Regions from separate parts of the Mus musculus genome. Here regions 1 and 3 are each linked to region 2. Evidence: chromatin contacts called from public HiChIP or PLAC-seq data. All regions are on one chromosome and are shown on one strand. Each heading gives the region's core, a stretch centred on a gene start, on an enhancer-like site or on the middle of the called end of the contact. The rest is flanking DNA. Distances are from core to core; before and after follow the strand shown. Region 1 overlaps Peli1 (pellino 1). Region 2 overlaps Ugp2 (UDP-glucose pyrophosphorylase 2). Region 3 has its middle 59 kb from the start of Vps54.

Evidence for each region. HiChIP or PLAC-seq counts read pairs in DNA pulled down with a chosen protein or histone mark.
Region 1: a contact with region 2 is called in a BATF HiChIP or PLAC-seq map of CD8 T cells, with 5 read pairs. The contact joins two enhancer-like sites. A contact is called at or near these places in 3 of 39 promoter capture datasets (the HPC-7 cell line, cranial neural crest and maxillary cranial neural crest), 1 of 484 Hi-C or Micro-C datasets (CD8 T cells), 2 of 115 datasets of contacts at active chromatin or transcription factors (CD8 T cells and effector CD8 T cells) and 1 of 9 other capture datasets (pancreatic islet).
Region 3: a BATF HiChIP or PLAC-seq map of CD8 T cells shows a contact between it and region 2, with 8 read pairs. The contact joins two enhancer-like sites. A contact is called at or near these places in 3 of 115 datasets of contacts at active chromatin or transcription factors (CD8 T cells, effector CD8 T cells and embryonic stem cells) and 2 of 9 other capture datasets (adipose tissue and liver).

Annotation. Positions count from the first base shown.
Region 1 is chr11:21,101,036-21,104,874 of GRCm38.p6, reverse strand. The region is part of intron 1 of Peli1 (pellino 1); the gene reads right to left. Among named protein-coding and RNA genes, the nearest start is that of Peli1, 12 kb to the right of the region's middle. Within about 2 kb of position 2,089, at least 15 of the 459 cell types and tissues checked have an H3K27ac peak or open chromatin away from gene starts, as enhancers often do. A contact at or near this core is called in CD8 T cells, where this site is marked.
Region 2 is chr11:21,330,656-21,334,696 of GRCm38.p6, reverse strand. Ugp2 (UDP-glucose pyrophosphorylase 2) reads left to right here. Exons shown (of 10, transcript NM_139297.6): 4 at 887-1,072; 5 at 2,148-2,281; 6 at 3,566-3,863. Among named protein-coding and RNA genes, the nearest start is that of Mir1933, 12 kb to the left of the region's middle. Within about 2 kb of position 1,551, at least 16 of the 459 cell types and tissues checked have an H3K27ac peak or open chromatin away from gene starts, as enhancers often do. A contact at or near this core is called in CD8 T cells, where this site is marked.
Region 3 is chr11:21,178,230-21,182,118 of GRCm38.p6, reverse strand. No RefSeq gene overlaps it. Among named protein-coding and RNA genes, the nearest start is that of Vps54, 59 kb to the left of the region's middle. Within about 2 kb of position 1,323, at least 71 of the 459 cell types and tissues checked have an H3K27ac peak or open chromatin away from gene starts, as enhancers often do. A contact at or near this core is called in CD8 T cells, where this site is marked.

The DNA.
Region 1 (3,839 bases), core at 840-3,339, 230 kb after region 2:
GAAATTCCTCAGAAAGCTCCATCTTAGTATCCAATGGAGCATGGGTTCCTTCTGCTGTTCTCGTAGCACCTTGCTCTGTATTGATCTGTACATTTAATTGCTTTTAATATCTCCCTCCCTACTTTGTGATTTTCATTCAGAAAAAAATGCCTCAAGTTTGTTCTTTCACTATATGCCCAATGCTTACAAAGCACTTTCTTGATTCAAAGGAAGATAATTGATAGCAATATGGAAGATGCATGAGAAGCATGTGGGTACTAGAATCAGTGACATCAGACAAAAATAATCAGAGCAGGATGCTGATAAGAGTAATAAAAATCGTTTCTAATTTCTGGACATTTACTTCATGTTTGCTCTGTGGTGTGGACTGAACAGCGTATTTTTATCCCTTTCCGTGCCGGTAGAAAGGTGTTGAGAGGTTAAGTAAAGCAAGTCAACTGCCCAGGCAGCAGGACAGAGCTGTTCATCCTGTGAAGAAGGGGTCTGCATTTAGTTTTCCTCGAATCAAAGCTTCTTCCCACAGTTAATATTATCCAGACTGGGGGAAAGACCAAATGAAAGGAACTAGTAGACTGAAAAATGGGGAGTGAGTCCAGAAATGACTTCCAAACATACTTTAGTGGTGATAGAAGAACTGGAAAAAAAGAAACGGGAGCGCCTTTGAGAGCTCCCTTCTCCCACCAAATCAAAACAGCCTTGGAATCACCATCTGCTTTATTAAGTAACATGTGGTGCAGGCTCACTGTGGTACAAGGCACACCTATAATCTCAACATGCGGGACGTTTGAGACAAAAGAAGATGAGTTCAAAGCCAACTTGTGATACTACATAATAAAAACATGTTTCAAAAATCCTAAGTAAACAAATGAGAACTTCAGCTCTACTCAGACGCATTTACCAAGAATGATCTCCTACCTGAGAAGTAATGGTTCCACTAAGTAGATAACAAAGACAACCATGTCAAAAGTCAGTCCACAGAGCTAGAAAGTTTCATGGTTTGTCTACAAGCATTATTCTGAACTTCATTTACATGAGATTTATGTTAGAGAGTCTTTAGAACTTAACATGAATTTAAATCACGTTATTGCGAAGTATTTTAATTTGTTTCTATCCCTTTTGGAATTTGAAGTGTACCTGTAAATTTTCTTCAATCTTTTATTATACTTTTATAAAACATTAAAATGCTATCCCTGAATATGATTCTTAAGTTCACATAATGTCAAGGGTGAATCATCAATGCAAAGAAGAGACAATAGTACAGACTGTCTCTACAGAAGCAAGTCAGTATACGAGGAAGACATCCTATAGGCAAACTATTTGAAGTCATGGAATCTTGAAGCCAGAAGATGACAAATAAATTTCATCTAAAATGCTCACACTATAATAAATGTATCAAGAAAGGAGTCTGCTTGAGCACTGCTGTGCACTTCTATTATGCCAACATAGCACTCAGGAAGTTAAGGCAGGATGATCATAAAACCACCCCAGGAAACACAGAGAAGATTCAGACTCAAAAAGCCAAAAGCCTTCTGAAGCTGGTTTGTGATCAACAATTACTTATAGCTTTCATGAGGGGTTCCACGGAGAAAATAACTACTACAGAGCATGTGACTTTGTAAAGATAAGAAACTAAGGTTAAGGTGGGTTAAATGAAATACAACACAGCCCAAAAATAAATAAACCAATCAGAATTCTTAGGTCCCTCAACTTTAGGGATTGGGATTTTAACCCAGCAATATAATGTCTCTCTTCCCTAATGTATTTACAAAATAAAATGTTCTTTTTAATGTAACATGATAAAAACCAAACTAATTAAAATTTAGAGGGAGGGAACACATACCTTTGGAGGTTTTATTAGACTATTACAGGGTTTGCAATCCTATAATAAAGACAGATCCATGTGAGTACATTCAAAGATTCAGATGAAGCTCACAATCTTTAGAATCTATCACTGTGATCAATGAATCTCTGACTCAAACTGCTTCCTGACAATTTCACTTCACATGGTAAATTTTTCCATATGACAGTTCTTCTTCAGAGTTTAACCATTATGACTCAGGGTACTTTGATGTTATGAAGGAGCTTTCAATATAAGGGGTAGGAGGAGAATGGGGGGGCGTACTGAATCATTAACAGCCTACGTAGTTATGAAACTCTGAAAAAAATCCTTTTTAGAAACCATTTTCAAGGCAGGAGGTAAATTCTTTAAGAGGTAATCTATATACCAGAAAATCAACCTCTTATTTATTCAAAGACACACAACTAAGAAACTTCAGCAGAAACATTTTCTTTTTGAATGTCAGTGATACATTTTTTGATTTTCGGATCACTGAAGTCAGCGTATGCCCTATGCTCAACGGTTTAAGAGCCTCCTCAACATCTGTCATAGCTCTCGGTTAAACTGTGAGAACTAGCTCAGAGACTGAATCATCCTACTTTATGTGAGAATTACAGTAAAGCATATGTAAAGAGGGTTTTGATGGATTCAGTCTACACATAGACAAGGTTGTGGTTCCAATGAAAAACAGCTACTACCTTACAAAGACACATATTGTAACACATTTTATCATGAGTAGTAAACTTAATTAGGCTTACAATTTGGATGTTCTTGTCCTTTTATGGTAAATAGACAGAATGGTAATGAAAACAATCTGAAGAAAATTCACCATGTCAACTATAGCCTGAAATGAGGAAAACTTTCTAGTAGTCACAATTCATTAAATCTGGGATAACCCCACAGGAACTGAAACACTAAGGATAGGATCTGCTAGGAATCAGGGATGCAGCATTAAGGTTTTGAAGAGCCAACCAAGTACCTTCTAATGTTTCCACTTATGTGAAAAATAAAACTGAACTTAATTGAGCCTTCAAAAAAGCAATCCCAGTGATATGCAGAAAACTACAGTAAACGAGCAGGAAAAATCAAGGCCAATCACTTTGTATTTTATTCTTGTGGAAGGAAGGTATACACCTGTCATCACCTCTACAAGACCATTTTCTCCTGTCTTCTGCTTGAATATGGAAAATAGCTCAATGAAATCCAGACATTTCTCCCCTAAGGTCATGTGCAATTATTATAGTGCTAATTAAGTCTCCAATTGTATAATTTTGGAAAAGACTACCAATACCAAGAGTTGAAAATACCCTTTGAAATTCTACTTAGCTATGAATCCTGCTATCAAGCGTTGTTTTAACAACATAGAGTTCTACCTGAATGTAGTATTAATGCCTATTTGTTTCCTACACTAACCTAAAAATATCCCTCAGGTCAAATAGTTGTTTCAAGTCTAACTGACACACGGGGAAAAAACAAACAAAGACAAAGAAGTTAAAAACCCTATCAGGTAAGCAGAAACAGGAAACTGCCATATGTGTATCTTTACTTCTTGGCTCTTTCCTCTTTCAAGATTATTTTATCAGCACAACAATGGCGGACTGGGTGGAAGACCGTATGCAACAACAACAACAGGCACAACTAAAGCTGGCAAAGGAGCATAAAGGAAGCAAGTAGAGGAGCCAGGGAGGTAACTTAGCGGTTTAGAGCACTTGCTGCTCTTGTAGAGGACCTGTGTTCAGTTCCCAGGGCTTACAATATGGCTTATAACTGTCTACAACTCCAGAGGATTGGACACCCCTCTTCTGGCTTCTACATGGTGTGTGTGTGTGTGTGTGTGTGTGTGTGCAAGAGAGAGAGAGGGAGAGAGAGAGAGAGAGGGAGAGAGAGAGAGAGAAAGAAAATATACTTATAAAATAAATAAATCTTTTAAAAAATGAAGGACCGCCAGTGACAGAATTGGAAAGATGGAAGAGAGAGAAGCAGGGATGTGAAGTTAGGGCAC
Region 2 (4,041 bases), core at 302-2,801:
AGTGGCTGGCTTACATGTTTTAGTCTTATACTATAATGGAACTAAAGAGGTCATTTGAGGGCTTATTCTATTAAAGCAAAATAACAAAAATGTCACAAATATACTGCAATTCTTTTATAAAGCTTTCATTCTTGCTCTAAGATGTAAGATTTCTTACTCTGCTTTGAACAACAGCAAAAACATGGGTCTTTCCTATAAATGTCATCGTTTCTGTGCTTAAAGGACAAATTCAGGACTAGGGCACTCTGCTCACAGACTTAGGGTGCTAGACAGGAGGTAGGGTTGGCTTCCCCAGCTCCAGCCTTCACACTGCTCCCTTCTCAGGGCGTTTCTTAGAACGAGGATGTATAATTTTCCAGTGCAAGGTTTTATAAAATGACACCCTACACTTACGTTTTTGAGGAAGGAGCTGTGCTGTGCATACCTAGAATTGTGACTGCAAGCCTGTGCCGCTTGCCTCTCAAGGGTCATCTTACAACTGAAGACGACAAACACAAGTGCATGTTGCTTTTTGCCTCCCATGTAGGAGAAATAATGTATAATTAATATATATTATTCTCCAGAATTGAAGTAGAATATAATGCACCTGAACTACGTAGACTTGACCAAGTTGATATTTTGATTAAAATTGGAAATAGTTTCTTAAGGTAATTCAAGATTTAGACATTCATACCAGTCAGACCAGTGTTTGTGCACTGTACTTCCACTGTAGTTAAGTAGCCACTGAGCTACAACTCTGCAAGGGAAGCTGCCTGTGTGGACTTGTTGGGACTTTATATTTGAGAGACCAAAAGTTTTAAGGGATCATAGACGTAACCTTGAGATTGATTTGCTTTATCTTGCAAAGCTATGAAGTTGCCATCTCTAATTTAATATTTTCTTTCAGATTCAACCCTATGAAAAGATAAAAGCCAGAGGCTTGCCTGATAACATATCTTCTGTGTTGAACAAGTTGGTGGTAGTGAAACTCAATGGTGGTTTGGGAACCAGCATGGGCTGCAAAGGCCCTAAAAGTCTGATTGGTGTAAGAAATGAGAACACCTTTTTGGATCTAACTGTTCAGCAAATTGAAGTGAGTAGCATGTAACCTTTCACATAAGATACGAAAGTAGATTTAGTGTTTACATTATAAAGTGCTAGTGCTAGTTAACAGATTGCGATTTTGTTTCCGTGTTAGTGTGTGGGGTTGGGACACTGTAAGGACGTATTCTTAAGATGCAGAAGCTCAGCCCTCTGTAAATACTTTGTACTGCAGCCTTCCTGACCCTGCGCTTTTCTGGCTTAATCCGTTTTGAGAGGCTGTAGAGGGTGTTCTCATCCTCGTCTGGTTGGACGGCATGGATGCTAAGAACTGTTCTTGGCTTCCTTCTTTGACAAAGTTATCAATTGTCGACCTCATGGGACAGAGGTCCCATGTCTTTTGCATGTCTTCTTCCTTTGCCTGATGTGGTGCTGACAGCTACCAATCATAATAGCAGCAGTGGCAGCTAACATGTATCCAGCATTTACTGTGTACCAGGTTTTCTAAGTGCCTTCCCCAAAATGACTCATTTGTTCCTCTCAGCAATTCACAAGTACTGCTCTCCCCATTTTATGCATGAGGATGGGCAATAAGCTCTAAGTAATAAAGTAAAACCAAAACTGAAAGCTAAGCGCCATCTTCTCCGACTTATTGCCTTAGCTCTTTTGAGAAACTGAGAAGATTGAAGTGCTACTGCTGAGTTTGAAATGCCTGAGAAGAGGAAACCGTGACTTTGTAACTTTGTATCCTCATCTCCACAGAGCTGGAAGACAAGAGCAGATGCATAGCCAGCACTTGTCTACCTTTAGGCCATAGAGGACTGCTGACTACATGCTCAGCTCCAGTAGGGATTGCCCTGGGCAACTGAATCTGCGCCTCAGCTAAGTTAGCCATGAAATGAAGACAGTGGCTCTCTTTCAAAGGGTCATGGTTTACCGAATGAGTTCATGATAAATTGCTTAGCTACATAGCCATGTAAAATGTATGTATATATATGTAAATATAAATCCAGAGAGCACTAGAGGTCAGGTTTTAAACGTTTTATGATTAACCATTCAAGAGTGGTTTTATGTATTAAGTCAGAGAATGTGAGTCTGGATGACCTGATTGTCGTTCTCCTCTTTAGCATTTGAACAAAACCTATAATACAGATGTTCCTCTCGTTTTAATGAATTCTTTTAACACGGATGAAGATACCAAAAAAATACTCCAGAAGTACAATCACTGTCGTGTGAAAATCTACACCTTCAATCAAAGCAGGTACCAGAAATAAAAATAATTAGCTGGTGGGATTGTGGCTCCACGGAGTTCCATTCTTTGGTGCAAACATGGTTCCTCATTGCAGCCCAAGGTCAAGTCATGCAAGAACTGATGTCCTTAAAGCTAAATACAGGCTTATCAATAGGTGATGGTTATAAACTTTGGTTTTATAATTTCTACTCCTCAGAGAATCTGCTTGAGATCTTATTCTAAGTCCCAAATATTTCAGGACAGTTTATAAAAAGCCTTTGCATGTTAAGGTCTCTGGTTAGGTAGATGACTTCCTGCAAACCACAGTACTGAAAGCCTTTCCTATGGGAGGAAGGTTCTTCACCCTGAATAGATAGCTCTGTGGAAATTAAGTAAGCTTTGGAGAGAAGCATCTACTCTGGGGTGGGTGGGGGGTAGTGAGTAGAAAGGAATTCGGGTGACTTGGGGAACAGGCTTTCTATTTAGGGGTAGACAGCAGCCTACAGAAACTTTTTGGAAATTGTTGGAAATGGTATATCTAAAGTTGGATCATTAGTTTGTTGGTATTTTAAAATTTGCCCCCACTCCAGCATCATAGTGTTTGTTGCCTGACTCCTAGAAGGCTGTCTGTGTGCGTATGAGCTCTTTCCTGCTTCCCTTTACTTTGTCAACTCTCACCCATGCACAGACATGCATGCAAAATGGAGGGAAGCATCCCAAATGCATCTAAGAGTGGGCAGGTCTCCTCAGGTAGAGTCTCAGGCACAAGAAACATCCCACACCAGAGAGGTTTAAAAACCGTTGACTTACCGAGTCTTTCCTCCTAGAGAGCTGTAAAAAACAATGTTAAAATATGAAGTGTATTCTCTTCTGCATGGCCACAGGAACCTTCTCCTGAATGACTATCTAGAAGACAGGTTGTTGTGTTTAATAATAATGACAGTTTTTGAAATAGAGGGATGTTTTATTTAATATCTAATCTCTATGGACAACCTCTGAAACAGAGGGATGACTTATTTAATATTTTAAAAATATTTTGTTTTCTTGTTAGTTATGTGTATCTGTGTATTATCTATGTGTAGGTATGTGCACATTAGTGCAGGAGCCCAAGGAAGCTAGGGGAGGGTGTCAAACGCCCTGAAACTGGGTTTACAGAGCTTGTGAGCCATTTGATGTGGATACTGGACACTGAACATGCTCCTAACCACTGATCTGTCTCTCCAGCCCTTATTTAATTTTAGTGTATTGTTTTACTTGAAGGATTAGGGTATGCTACAGAACCAGTGTAATAACATTCTTGTTTTGTTTTTACAGGTACCCGAGGATCAATAAGGAATCTCTACTTCCTATAGCAAAGGATGTGTCTTATTCAGGGGAAAATACTGAAGCTTGGTACCCTCCAGGGCATGGAGATATCTATGCTAGTTTCTACAATTCTGGCTTGCTCGATACCTTTATAGAAGAAGGCAAAGAGTATATTTTTGTGTCTAACATAGATAATCTGGGTGCCACAGTGGATCTTTATATTCTTAATCACCTGATGAACCCACCCAATGGGAAGCGCTGTGAGTTTGTCATGGAAGTCACAAACAAAACACGAGCAGATGTTAAGGTAAACACTGAAGACTCATGTTTTCACATTTGACGAAGCACGTAGCTAAAATCCTTTTTCTAGTTAGAAGTTTCTATTTTATGTATAACATATCATTTACCTAACATTTTAAGAAAGTGTGATATTATTCTGTGGGTTAAGTTTTAAGATAACAGTGTGTATCATAAACCCAGAATTA
Region 3 (3,889 bases), core at 74-2,573, 150 kb after region 2:
GTTTGCTTCAGCCAGTCTGAGACAAAGCCCCTGATTCTATAGGGAACTCCCAGTGAAGCTGGAGACTTTCCTGGAGACAGCTGAGGAGCTGCCTCCTGTAGCGCGTATGGTCTTCCTCTCTAGCCCACCCTTACCTTGGAAGGGAGCTACTTCTGCTCTTCAGCCTAAAACTGAAAAGTCAAACTTTGGGTGGTTAACTGATCTCCTTACATACTCTGCCTTTAAATCAGAAAAATTAAACAGAAGTCAAGTGTAGACTTTAAAGACAACCAGACACATGACCCACATTTTCCATAGTGACCCAGACTTTTCGTGACCTTTCATTTCAACAACCTTCCCACAACTTGAGCTCTTGTTAATTAGCAAGATTTAAAAATAATGTTATCACTGGAAAGTTGTGTTATCTTTTGATCTTGCACATTAGTAAAATCCCCTTAGAAAGCTTTTTGTAGTGATCTGTATCAAGAGATACTCAGCTTGCTTATACCAGAATTGTTTTAATATTTAACCTATAGCGTCACTCTTGATAATTGATTATAAATAACTTGTTTTGTTTAATAGATATTTGTTGAAAGCAACCATGGGCTTTTCACTATAATAGATAATAAATTACTGAAGGAGAAAGGTGCTTGCTACAAAGATATCCATTCACTCTTAACTCAAGGGAACAGCAACAAACTCAATCTTTAGCAGCAGGGTAAGTTTGGACATAATAAAAACTTGAGACATTAAAATGCCAAGTAGATTGTGACACTATAAAGAAATATAGTGAAAAATCACAGAGGCAAGAAATGAAAAAAGGACAGAATTCTAGGTGTTCAGTGTGATTATGTAATGTTTTGATAAATAAAATATTGATGGCTACACATGGTAGTGCATGTCTGCAATCCCAATGCCAAGGGGGTGGGAGGTGGAGGCAGGATTGCAAGTTTGAGGTCAGCCTGAACTGTACAACCAGACTCTTTCTCAAAAACAAACAGCTAAAATGCAAATACACACACACACACACACACACACACACACACACACTATACTGTAGAGAAAGAAATCACACACACACACACACACACACACACACACACACACACACACTGTAATATAAGGCCAACCCCCTCACCACACACAAGGTACTGTAGAGATAGAAAGCCCACACACACTCACACATGAATGATGTCCTATGGTGCCAGATCCTTTAAGGGTTCATTTTTCTTCTTAGCTATTGATGCAACTCATGACAGCTTTCCTTACACCCCCAGACCTCCTTGTCCTTGCTGCCTGTGTGGCTAGCTTTACTTCCTGTCTCTGCACCTGCAAGTGGTAGACAGTGGGCAGCAATGTACAGCTGTTTTCAGAGATGAGACTAACACGGTTTTCCCCAGAGGCTACCATATGCTATACATTTGCCTCAAAAGCTATGTTGTTGCCTCAAACTCAGAAAGATGAAAACCAGACAGTAGGGCATTAAAAAAAAAGTTTTTCTTTTGTTTTTAAAATTTTAATAATTTAATTACATCATTTCCCCCTTATATCCGTGTGTGTGTGTCTAATCTCCTTTTTGTTTGGCTTTTGCTTTTGTTTTTTATTTGTTTTATTTTGAGACAGGGTCTCACTATGTTGCCCTGGTTGTCCCGAAACTTGCTGTGTAGATCAGGCTGGTCTTGAACTCACAGCAATCCAACTGCCTCCGCCTCCCAAGTGCTGAGATTAAATGCATGTGCCACATGCTGAGCTACATATTCCTAAATATAGCCTGCTTAATCTGCATGTTACTTGCACGTATGTTTCAGGGCTGATCATTTGTATTCAGAAGACTACTTCTTCCACTCTGAGGCTTTCTTTTCAAAGCTATTTTTGTTCTGAAGTTATTTGTATTTCCTCCTACTTTTGCTTTAATTGTATTTTTTTTTTGAAGTTTGGTATTCATTTATAAACACAAGTTCACTCATACTTATGTCTACCCAACACTGAAATCACTAACTAGGTCCTCAGTCTGTCACATTCCTAGAATTGCTGTTAAGAGTGAAGAGACAACCGGGCGTGGTGGCGCTCGCCTTTAATCCCAGCACTCGGGAGGCAGAGGCAGGCGGATTTCTGAGTTGGAGGCCAGCCTGGTCTACAAAGTGAGTTCCAGGACAGCCAGGGCTACACAGAGAAACCCTGTCTCGAAAAAAAAAAAAAAAAAAACAGAAAAAAAAAAAAAAAAGAGTGAAGCGGCTGGGGTGGCAAACGGCCTGAAGGCCAAGGTGAAACATTCTTGTTCTTTATACTTGTTGTGTGGCAGAGGCCACAGTACTGACCCAGGATGGAGGTAGAGAGTGGAGGAGAAGAGACAGGATTCTGGAAATGAGGCTACTGGGCGTCATCACCTTATTCTTGTCTTTGTGTGAGCAAGACCTTTCTCTATCTTCCAAGAATTTTTTTTTTAATGCCTTGCTGCCTGGTTTTATTCTTTCTGGGTTTGGGGTAACAGAATGGATGGTACTTTTGTCAAATACCCGCACAGTATCTGGCAGCCTCTGGAGGAAACCTGGTAAGTTTTTTCTCTGAAAATAGCTACATCTGTGAAGTATCTGACCGGAAGCAGAGTAGCAAGGAAAAAAAAAAAAAGCCACTGCAATGTATATATGCTACAGCTGTCAGCTAAAGAACGAACCATCAGATAGCCAATGAAAGGAGGCGAGAGATTCATACTCCATTTTCAGAAGGAAGATGGACAAGTTAGCAATCTGGGACAGATGAGGAGATCCTCCCAACAGATGAGACACACAGTGGTCTGCTGCAAACACTGTAGGTGTAGTGTACACACGGCTTGTTTCCGTGATGACGAGAAACTCCCAGAGAGGAACCTATTCCCCTTGAGTTCCTTTTAGAAAACCTGTCCTTGGGCAGATAAGGAAGCTCAGAAAGAGCCATTCCCTGAATCTGCTGACTTTCAGATTTTATCTTAAGATCATCAACACACCCAAGCAGCAAATTTGAGGGTGTCATGTCCCTAATTCCTTCACTTTGGTTTTTCTCAGCCATGCAAACTTGCTTCTTTTGGACATACTAACCGCACCAAGCAGGTAGGCTACAAATAAACAAAAAAAAAGTATTTATTTGACAAAATTATCCCAGTGCTGGGATCCTGACTCTGGTGCTCCTGCAGGGAGCCAGAATCGAGCTTAGAGCTGCTGTCTCCCAAGTTGTCAACCTGTATTCTCTTTCAGTCTTCTCATGTGTCAAAGCCTTGCTAGTGCTGTAGAGAATAAGGACACACAGAACTAGAAAGGCTAAGGCAGTAGAAAACCAGTCAGTATTTACCTAAGATTACAATGAGCTAATGTGAGCTTCTGCTGCTGAGTGGTGAAGGACATCCTTGATTCTGGAGATGACAGTTTCTCGTGGGTACCCTTCAATGGGTGACTTTCTGTTTAACTCTACTCAGTGCTTGTAGTTTACATTTCTGCTTCTACTCCCGGCTCAGGGAACGGCAGGCAGTGAGGTTGTATGCACATTAATTTTGAATGTAGGATTTAAGTGTTCAATGACCTTGTTGAAAACCCCTTGTTGCTAATGTGTTACAGCAGGTGGCAGCCTTTCCCTGAGAGAGGGGAAGAGCCAATGCAAAACTGGCTTTGGTTTCAATAGTTTAGTGTTTGTCTTCCTCTGATACAAGCATCAAGTCTTGAAGTGGTGGATTTATTAAAGAAGAGAGGTGTACAGGAGCCTGGACCCTGGCATGGTGATATGTGTGTATCTTCCAGAGATGGCCGCAGAGACACTGTCTCTAAGGAGTTAGTCAGATGCCCTAGGAGAATCTGGCCAAGTGAAGACACTACCAAACATGGTGGGCACAGGTGTCAGCATGAGGTTCAGAAAATGGCTCTGAGCTAGACACAGGACAACA